Linked DNA regions of Zea mays: regions 1 and 2 are each linked to region 3. The links are chromatin contacts, called in public Hi-C maps. All regions are on one chromosome and are shown on one strand. Each heading gives the region's core, a stretch centred on a gene start, on an enhancer-like site or on the middle of the called end of the contact. The rest is flanking DNA. Distances are from core to core; before and after follow the strand shown.

Region 1 (2,700 bases), core at 187-2,686, 370 kb after region 3:
ATGAGGGGAAAAAACTTTAATACTTTGGAACAGGTACGACATTTCTGACATATAGGCACAAGAGAATCATCTTTATGATAAACAGGAGGATTATTTGTTTCACAACTCTGGAATGCTACACAACATAACTAGCGACAAATATATCTAAAAAGATATATAAACAGCCTCAGTCCTGCCTGCTCCATGAAAATTCAATTACATATTGAAGAAAAACCCAAGTTGTAAATCAGGGTCCTGAGAAAATCAATGTGTACAATAGGTGCAGATAAAACAGGTGTCTAATCTGAATGTTCTCCAGAGATTTTGTAAAGCACTATACCTGAGGTACCCATTTTGGAGATACAAAACTCGTTGCCTCCACAACAGGTAATCCAGATGTGGCCAATCTTCGTATAAGCTCAACCTTTACAGGTGTTGGCACGATGTCCTTCTCGTTCTGTAGACCATCTCGTGGCCCTACTTCCACAATTTTTACATACCCTGGCAGGTCATGTAGAACCTGGAATAGGAACTTACTTAAAATAATAATGATTGGAAGTCTAATGTAAAGCACATCGCCAAGTTGTTTGGAACAAGCATCTGAAAATAACAGTTAGATCATCTCTGTAGTCTACAAAAGAATAGCAAGTAAACCAAACCAATGAATGGGTATGATACTTCAACACACCTTGCTCCCGGCCCATATACTCCCTTGATGAGAAGATGAAAAATATCTGTAGATATGTTGGTTCCGTGAGGAACAGCCCGCACCAAAAACATGGTGGCCCAATGCAGCAGGCACTTTGCCTCCATCTAGCGTTGACTGCCTTTGATTCACCAGTCTCTTCCACTGATAATATTCCCTATTACAGACAAGAACTCAAGAAGTTGAGATTTAGCTGAAGTAAACAATGATGAGAAAAGCAACTATTCCGATCCTGAGAAATCACTGAGCATTTCCCTTTTTGCAGGGTGTGAGTTAGGAGTTGATCAATCATTGGGAACCTAACTCCTCTGAAGGGACCAATGGACTCAGGTAGTCACTAGATCAGTTGCGAACGAACAATTGAGGCCCCTGAGGCCCTGATCACGAGATCAAGCAATGGCACTACCAAAGTCTGGCCTCACGGTTCTGAATTCTGAACTCCGATGCTCACCTTGAATCGCCCGAGGAACTGCAAGGCAGCGCCGGCGGCGCGTCTGCCGCGTGGTGACTCCCCGTCTCGCCGAACCCGGCGCCTGGGAGCATCCCAGAGCCCAGCACGGGGGAGCTCGCCAGTGCCGCCGCCGCAGCACCGGCGGACAAGGAGGCGTGCGGAGAGGCCAGCCTAGAGCCGACCTTGGTGGACGCCGCCAGCATCCTGCCCGCCGGTGAGCTCGTTAGCTCGGTCTCAGACGAGAAGCTCCTTGAAGCTTCAGCGGGTGGGAATGGGAGAGACGAAGCGAGGCGCGAGTTCAGGACGGAGAGGACAGAGAGGGGGTGGGTTGCGTTGCGTCTGGGTTTTGGCCTCCGACATCCGATAGCAGCTGTGTGCCTGTGTTTGCAGCACTCGGATGGGACATGGGAGTAGATTCCGGACCGGCCCGATCATCATACTTCGTGTGTTAAGGGGCCGTTCGTTTCTCCCCTAATAGAGGCCTAGCCGATTTATTTCTCCAATTTATATAAGTTTTGATCGGCTAGAATGATTTCTAGTCCACTACTGGACATACGAACAAGGCCTAAACAGGTTTGGATAAAAAAGCCTAAATTTTTTTGGACCGTACCAGGTCAGGTTGAAGTATAAAAACAGTGGCTCACACCGGCCTAAATTAGGCCATGTCTTCGTTGTGTCGTGCCGGCCTAAGCTCAGCTATATATTTAGTCACATAAAATCAAATTATTACAACCACTTAAAGTCTATAACTTACTAAATTAAAGATATTAAACAATTATAGCATCATTTGACCATATAAAGCCCAAATATTACAACAATATAAAGTGTATAACTTATTAAATTAAAAAAATTGAACAACATTGGTGCGGGCTGTGTCGGGGCTCGACGGGCCAGAATTTGAGGTCAGACCTAGGCCCACCTTCGGCCTATGTTAGCTTGGCCCATATTATTTCATGTCGGTCCGTGTTTTGGGCTCCTGTTTTTGGGTCGTGCTCGTACTGGCTCAAAAATTCCGGTCCATATTCCCAGCACTAGTATAGATGCACAGAAAGCCCGAAAGCCCACCCCGAAGCACGTTTTTTGGTCTGATACTAGCCCGATTCGATCCGCTTTTATACATGATCGGGCTGGCACAAATAAGCGGGCTGGACCCAAACAGAAAACTAAGCCCGACGGGCTAGCCTAGCGTGTCCCGTTTACCTCTAAGCCTGTCTAGCTCACTTTTTTTACTAAATCGTGCTTACCGGTCCGCTTTTTTTGTCCTTATCGGGCCGAGCCGTTTAGGGATGGAGCGGGCCGGGTTTGGACAAGAAAACAAGGCTTGACCCGGTTTTCTAACTGTGCCTGGTGAGCCAGACCCAAACCGTGTCGGGCTTCAGCGGGTCCAGGCCGAGTCGGGCGGTCCGTTTGGCCATCTCTACGTGAGAGTGTGGGACTCATTTTGCCTTGGCCCTTGGGGCTAGAGATGGCAACTGAGACTCGATCCCTGATTCCTTACGGGGAATTCCTCCATTAGTGATGGGAATATGGAAGTTTCTTTTCCCACGAGGATGTAAATGGTGAA
Region 2 (2,700 bases), core at 39-2,538, 300 kb after region 3:
TAAAGAATCGAGCCAGTGAATCAACTCGGCTAGGCTTACAAGTTCCAGTTGGCTTGTTTAGCTCACGAGCTACAACCAAAAAAAATACATATATATGCAATAATATAATTAGTTGCTAATAAATTGTATATTAATTTAACGCTTGAAAAAGTAATAATACTGACAATTTCAGATATCACATCAATTCAATGTCAAATTAACACAGTTCATTACTTATTAGTTCGTTCAATACAAGTGTAAGCTTTATTTTGCTGACAAATGCTAGCTTGTTCGAGCTATCGAGCTGGCTTATTAATAAACCAAGCTAAAATACTAGCTCAGCTCGTGACAAAATTGAGATAAGCTGAGCGAGCAGATAAGCTAAGCGTATTTTGTCCAGACCTATATAAGAGTCAAACTAGTGGAATATTAGCCGTATATGTATATCGTTATGCTTGTTTGTTGCCGGTTTAAATGACCTTTCTTATGTTCAAATTCTGGCTCTACCCATTACGGCGCTAGTCTCCTTCCCCGCACTTAAGTCAACGAAAATGAATTATCGAGGCATATAGACATCCATGATCCATGTAACACCACTGATATTGTCTCCAGCAATCAGTATAAAACAGGGAACGTGAAATTGTAGATGATACTGTTTGCAGAATAAAGTTTATAATAGAAGATGAGATAAGGGATGCGATATGGAATCTACTGTAGATAGTCTAAGAGCAAGTGTAATAAGATGATGTAGGTAGACTACAAGATATGTCGTATCGGATTTGTAGTGATGTGAAAAAAAGAAAAATAGAGAGAGAATAGAAGTGGGCTGCTCAAGGACTCTAAGACAGATTATGAGAGGAAAAGATGAGTCAAATATTAAATATACAAGTTATGTTATTGTATAATTATACTATATGTAACATGACAACATCATAAAATCCGTTGTGAGCTATATTATTGAATTTGCTAGAAACAAAAAAAAGACATATATTGTCCGTCTGTCTTAACAAACCACTATAAACATCACTCACATAAATCTTGAACTTGCGATTTAAATATTCAACCAAAAAAACTATTTTAACAGGTAAGTTCATCAATGTTTAGTTCGGAGCGCAGAAATTTCTTCTAAATATGATACGATTCTGGTGCGATTTAGTAGTGGTATATCGCAAAATTGAACTTGTTGCCTTGTTGGACATGCCATAAACCTTTCTTCTTATCGGTAATTCTAGCAATTGCGAACAAAATACTACTCCTATGTACATCTGTCACTACGTCAATCAAAAACAAACGCGCGCTCTTCGGGCCCACCGCTCCGCCCCACCATTTGACCCCACCCGTCATTCCAGAATCTATTTCAGCCAATGATGGCCTCGGACCGAGTAGAGAGCACCGCACGGGCTCTCCGTCCGTTCCATTCGCCCGTGCGCGCCATCACCGCCGTCGCCATGGCGTCGCTCAAGACTGCCAAGAAGCACCACGCGCGCCTCAACAACCCCTTCCCGCGCGCCGTACCGACGGCCGCCATCCACGACGGCGACGGGGCCCTGCGCCTGTCGTTCGCGTCGACCTCCAAGCTCGCCCACGCGCACGACTTCCCCGTGGGGACCCGTTTCCGCCTCCGCTGGGACCCGTCCCGCGGCGGCGAGGTCTCGCTGTCCAGGGTTCCTCCGTCGTCGGGCGGCGGCGCGATGTGGGAGACCGTCCCCGGCGTGGCGTTCCTCTCCGTGGCCTCCGTGGCCACCGAGGCCGACGAGTGCCGCGGCTCCTTCGCGCTCCGCGACGGCGGCGCCCGCCTCGTCCCCGATCGCCAGCACGTCGACAAGATCAGGGCTTTCTACCGCTGCGACGCCGAGGCAGGCGGCTCCGAGCCCGACCTGCTGCGCGCCGCCGCATTCCGGCCGTCCGACGCGACGCGGTTCCCGGTGCTGGTGGTGACCGGGCTCGTGTCCGCCGCCAAGAAGGCCGGCGCGTCGCCGTCGTGCACCTGCTGCGGGTTGCGCTTGCGCGCGGCAGGTCGCCGCGCCCGGAGCGCGGCGGCGGCGGCGAGGCCCGTGCTCTCGGCGCGGTACTGGATCCTTCTCGAGGAGAAGAGCGACACGCAGGTTAGGTTCAGCGTCAAGATCGGCGACTACCAATGGACCTGCTCGCACGCTGACCCTGCCAAGTCGCCCCCGGCGACGGCGACGACCACGACCACGACCCCGAGGCTCCACCGGGCCAGCCTGCGGCTTCGTCTGTCGGCGCGCGTCCAGCGAGCCACCACGAGCAAGAGGACGAGGCTGGCCCCGGCCCCGAGCCGTGAGCGTGAGGAGGCGTCGGCGCTCCTGCCAGCGCCCGAGCGGGCGGAGGAGCGGCGGCCGGAGGAGTTCAACCGTGTGTTCCTGACGTATGCGAGCAGCCGCGACGAGCGGTTCTTCGGGTTCGGCGAGCAGTTCAGCCACGTGGAGTTCAAGCGGAAGCGGGTGCCGGTGCTGGTGCAGGAGCAGGGGATCGGCAGGGGAGACCAGCCCATCACTTTTGCCGCCAACCTCGTCAGCTACAGGTGATTCTTTTTCCCACGGCTCGTCCATACTTGGGGGGAAAAAAGTCAATTAGAGCCCTTGTGCTTCTTACCAGTCGTAGAGGAGACAAAGAAAATTCAAATTTCAAGATTAAACGCTGCATGAGTTGGTCCTTCTCGATGCAGCACCACATGTTCGATGGGTTGGACTTGTGCAT
Region 3 (2,700 bases), core at 175-2,674:
GTCGCGTGTTTCCCCACAGCCACAGGATGAGAAACTAATCGGCGTATTGTTGCTGCCCTTCTGTTCCAACAATTTCTACCTTGAATCTGTTGATAGTTTTCTTAAATATAGTAGTAATGGTTGTTGTGTGTAGTTGAATGATGTGCGAAAGCTGCGTGAAGCCGACGCTACGCTCTGAGTGAGCTCGCCAATTATATTCACGAAACGCACCGTTTCTCCATAAATGGAGCAGCTGACATTCTCGTACTGCCCAGTCATAAATGGACCGCTCTGAGTCTGAGGCATTCACACCGTTTCTCCATAAATGCACCGCTCTGAGGCATCGCTCGCACGCAGTGTTAGGCTAATCACAATGGAGATTTTATAATGTATTTTATGTATTAATTAATCTATCATATCACCTATTTAGATGATATGTCACATCATTTATGAAGAAAATAGTTTTATGGAGTTTTATAAAGATGAAACCATGTTAACTCGTTTATAAGGTTTTAAAAACTATGTTAAATTTTCATTAAGAGTGTTTTGTTTAATCTTCATATAATTGAGTAAATCCTATTGGTTATTTATATGCAGCATTTAAGAAGTACTCCCTCCAGTGCAGTAAAGATAGTTGTTTAGGACATGATTGTGCATACCAAGGAGTGATTAATTATCATAGAGTTTTCCCTGTTTGCCCCTATTAAATAGGGATATGAGTGCATTAATGTCATGAAAACAATCAGCCTTGATTGGTTGCTGCAGCACCTCCAAGGCATTCTAGACTGGAGGTCTCAAGTTCGATTCCTCTTAAGTGCATCTACGCGCTATGACTTCTTTTTGTGCACGCTCGGTCACGCGCAGGATGACTTCTTTTACTATACCGGAGGGAGTATGTCATAATGAAATTGCCTTTTATTTTTAGTATTCGGATAGGATTTCTGTTGGCTTCATCGGGAGGCTCGCGTAGTTTGTTACGTCAACTCCAAAAGGATAAGTTGCATTGGAATCGAGAAAGTTTGGTTCATAATTGCATAAAAGGAGTCAAAATAGTGGCTGCGGCGCGTCGAGGGTTGATATCGAATAACCTTTCGAGCCTTCCCCAATAGATCTCTACATATGAAATAGTGATATAAAACTCTCTATTGAGAGAGGGTGTTTCTGTTTCATTCGTCTATAAAATTGATGTAGCATTTCTGGAAATAGAGATATGAAATTCTTACTGTGATTAGCCTTAGAGTATATTAGGCATATTAACTATCTCTAGTTTAAAGACCAAGAAATATACTTACTGTATCAATGTACATGTAAGTACGTCTTATATTGTAGGAAAAGAGAAAAAATGGTTACTTCTTATGTGGTTGGTTTAAAATTAATTATAATTGCGAGATATACTACTATATATATTCTTTGTGTGGGCTCAATGTGATACATACCACCTTCTCTCTTTCCTTCACACACGCAGCTCACGTACACGCGATGAGCACACCGCGTCGCGGCGGGCAGCACCACGGCGACAAGCGCACCGTGACACGAGCAGCCTCCCGAAACAGCGACGGACACGGCGCAGGCGACTTGAGCTTCGGGTCCACGGCGGGGCCTCGGTTCGCCGTCGCCCCGCCGCGCCCTTGGGCGCCGCCGCCTGAGCACGCGGCCGTCTTCGCGCAGCCACCAGACGATCCGTCGACGTTGACCATGCTGTGGGGACCGCCCGGCGAGGTGCCCGTTGCCGGCTTCGCTGCGGCACCGGAAGGGCGACCGGATGCGTTCGCTGGCAGCGCGTCGTGCCTGCCGCTCGCGAGGCAGGTCGGCGGCCAGCAGGGGGCGCGCAACTTCGTGGTGTCGCCGCTGTCGTTCCACGCGGCGCTCGCGCTGGTGGCCGCGGGCGCGCGGGGCGAGACGCAGCGGGAGCTCCTGCGCTTCTTGGACTCCGAGTCGCTGGGCGAGCTGCACCGCGCCGCGGCGACGGCGCTGGTCGCCCGGCTCAGCGACCTCCCGCAGGCGTCCTTCGCCTGCGGAGTCTGGGTGGACCGGAGCCGCGCGCTCACGCCGGAGTTCATGGACACCGCCGCGTCGCGCTACGCGGCGGTCGCGGAGTCCGTCGACTTCTTGAAGAACTCCGAGGCGGCAAGGCAGCAAGTCAACGACTTCGTGAAAGGAGCAACGAAAGGGCTCATCGGCGACGTCCTGCCTCCCGGCTCCGTCGACTCGTCCACGGCGCTCGTCCTCGCCAACGCCATCTACTTCAAGGGGGCGTGGGCTCGGCCGTTCGATCCGTCGAGAACCATCTTCGCGCCGTTCCATCTCCCCGACGGCGGCACCGTGCGCGTGCCGTTCATGACTACGAGCGGTTTCGAGGACCAGCGGCAGCGGGTTGCCGTGTTCCCCGGATTCAAGGCGCTCAAGCTGCCCTACAAGAACGACGACGGCGCGCAGCAGGACGCGTTCTACATGCTTCTACTCCTCCCCGACGGTGAGACCCTAACCCTCAATGATCTCTATGATAAGGTCGTGTCGTCGCCGGGATTCATCAGGAAGCACACGCCGGTGGACGAGGTCCGGGTCGGGGGGTTCATGGTGCCGAAGTTCAAGTTCACGTTCGAGTTTGAGGCGTCTCACGATATCCAGAAGCTGGGAGTCAACCGAGCCTTTCAAAGAGGTGACTTCTCCGGCATGGTCTCCGGTGGAAACGGGCTCATCATCTCAGGAGTGTACCACAAG

Evidence for each region. A called contact is a pair of places that touch in the nucleus more often than the background predicts.
Region 1: a Hi-C map of tassel shows a contact between it and region 3, with 6 times the contacts expected there. The contact joins the promoter of LOC100193689 here to the promoter of LOC100273136 in region 3. A contact is called at or near these places in 2 of 25 Hi-C or Micro-C datasets (ear and tassel).
Region 2: a contact with region 3 is called in a Hi-C map of tassel, with 3 times the contacts expected there. The contact joins the promoter of LOC107548101 here to the promoter of LOC100273136 in region 3. A contact is called at or near these places in 3 of 25 Hi-C or Micro-C datasets (ear, endosperm and tassel).

The regions. Positions count from the first base shown.
Region 1 is chr8:3,736,308-3,739,007 of Zm-B73-REFERENCE-NAM-5.0, reverse strand. LOC100193689 (hydroxymethylglutaryl-CoA lyase) reads right to left here and starts at 1,436. Exons shown (of 8, transcript NM_001138781.1): 1 at 1,137-1,436; 2 at 668-842; 3 at 320-499. The coding sequence starts at 1,339.
Region 2 is chr8:3,798,702-3,801,401 of Zm-B73-REFERENCE-NAM-5.0, reverse strand. LOC107548101 reads left to right here and starts at 1,288. Exons shown (of 5, transcript NM_001323009.1): 1 at 1,288-2,524. The coding sequence starts at 1,344.
Region 3 is chr8:4,103,482-4,106,181 of Zm-B73-REFERENCE-NAM-5.0, reverse strand. It overlaps LOC100273136, which reads left to right and starts at 1,424. Exons shown (of 1, transcript NM_001147583.1): 1 at 1,424-2,700. The coding sequence starts at 1,459.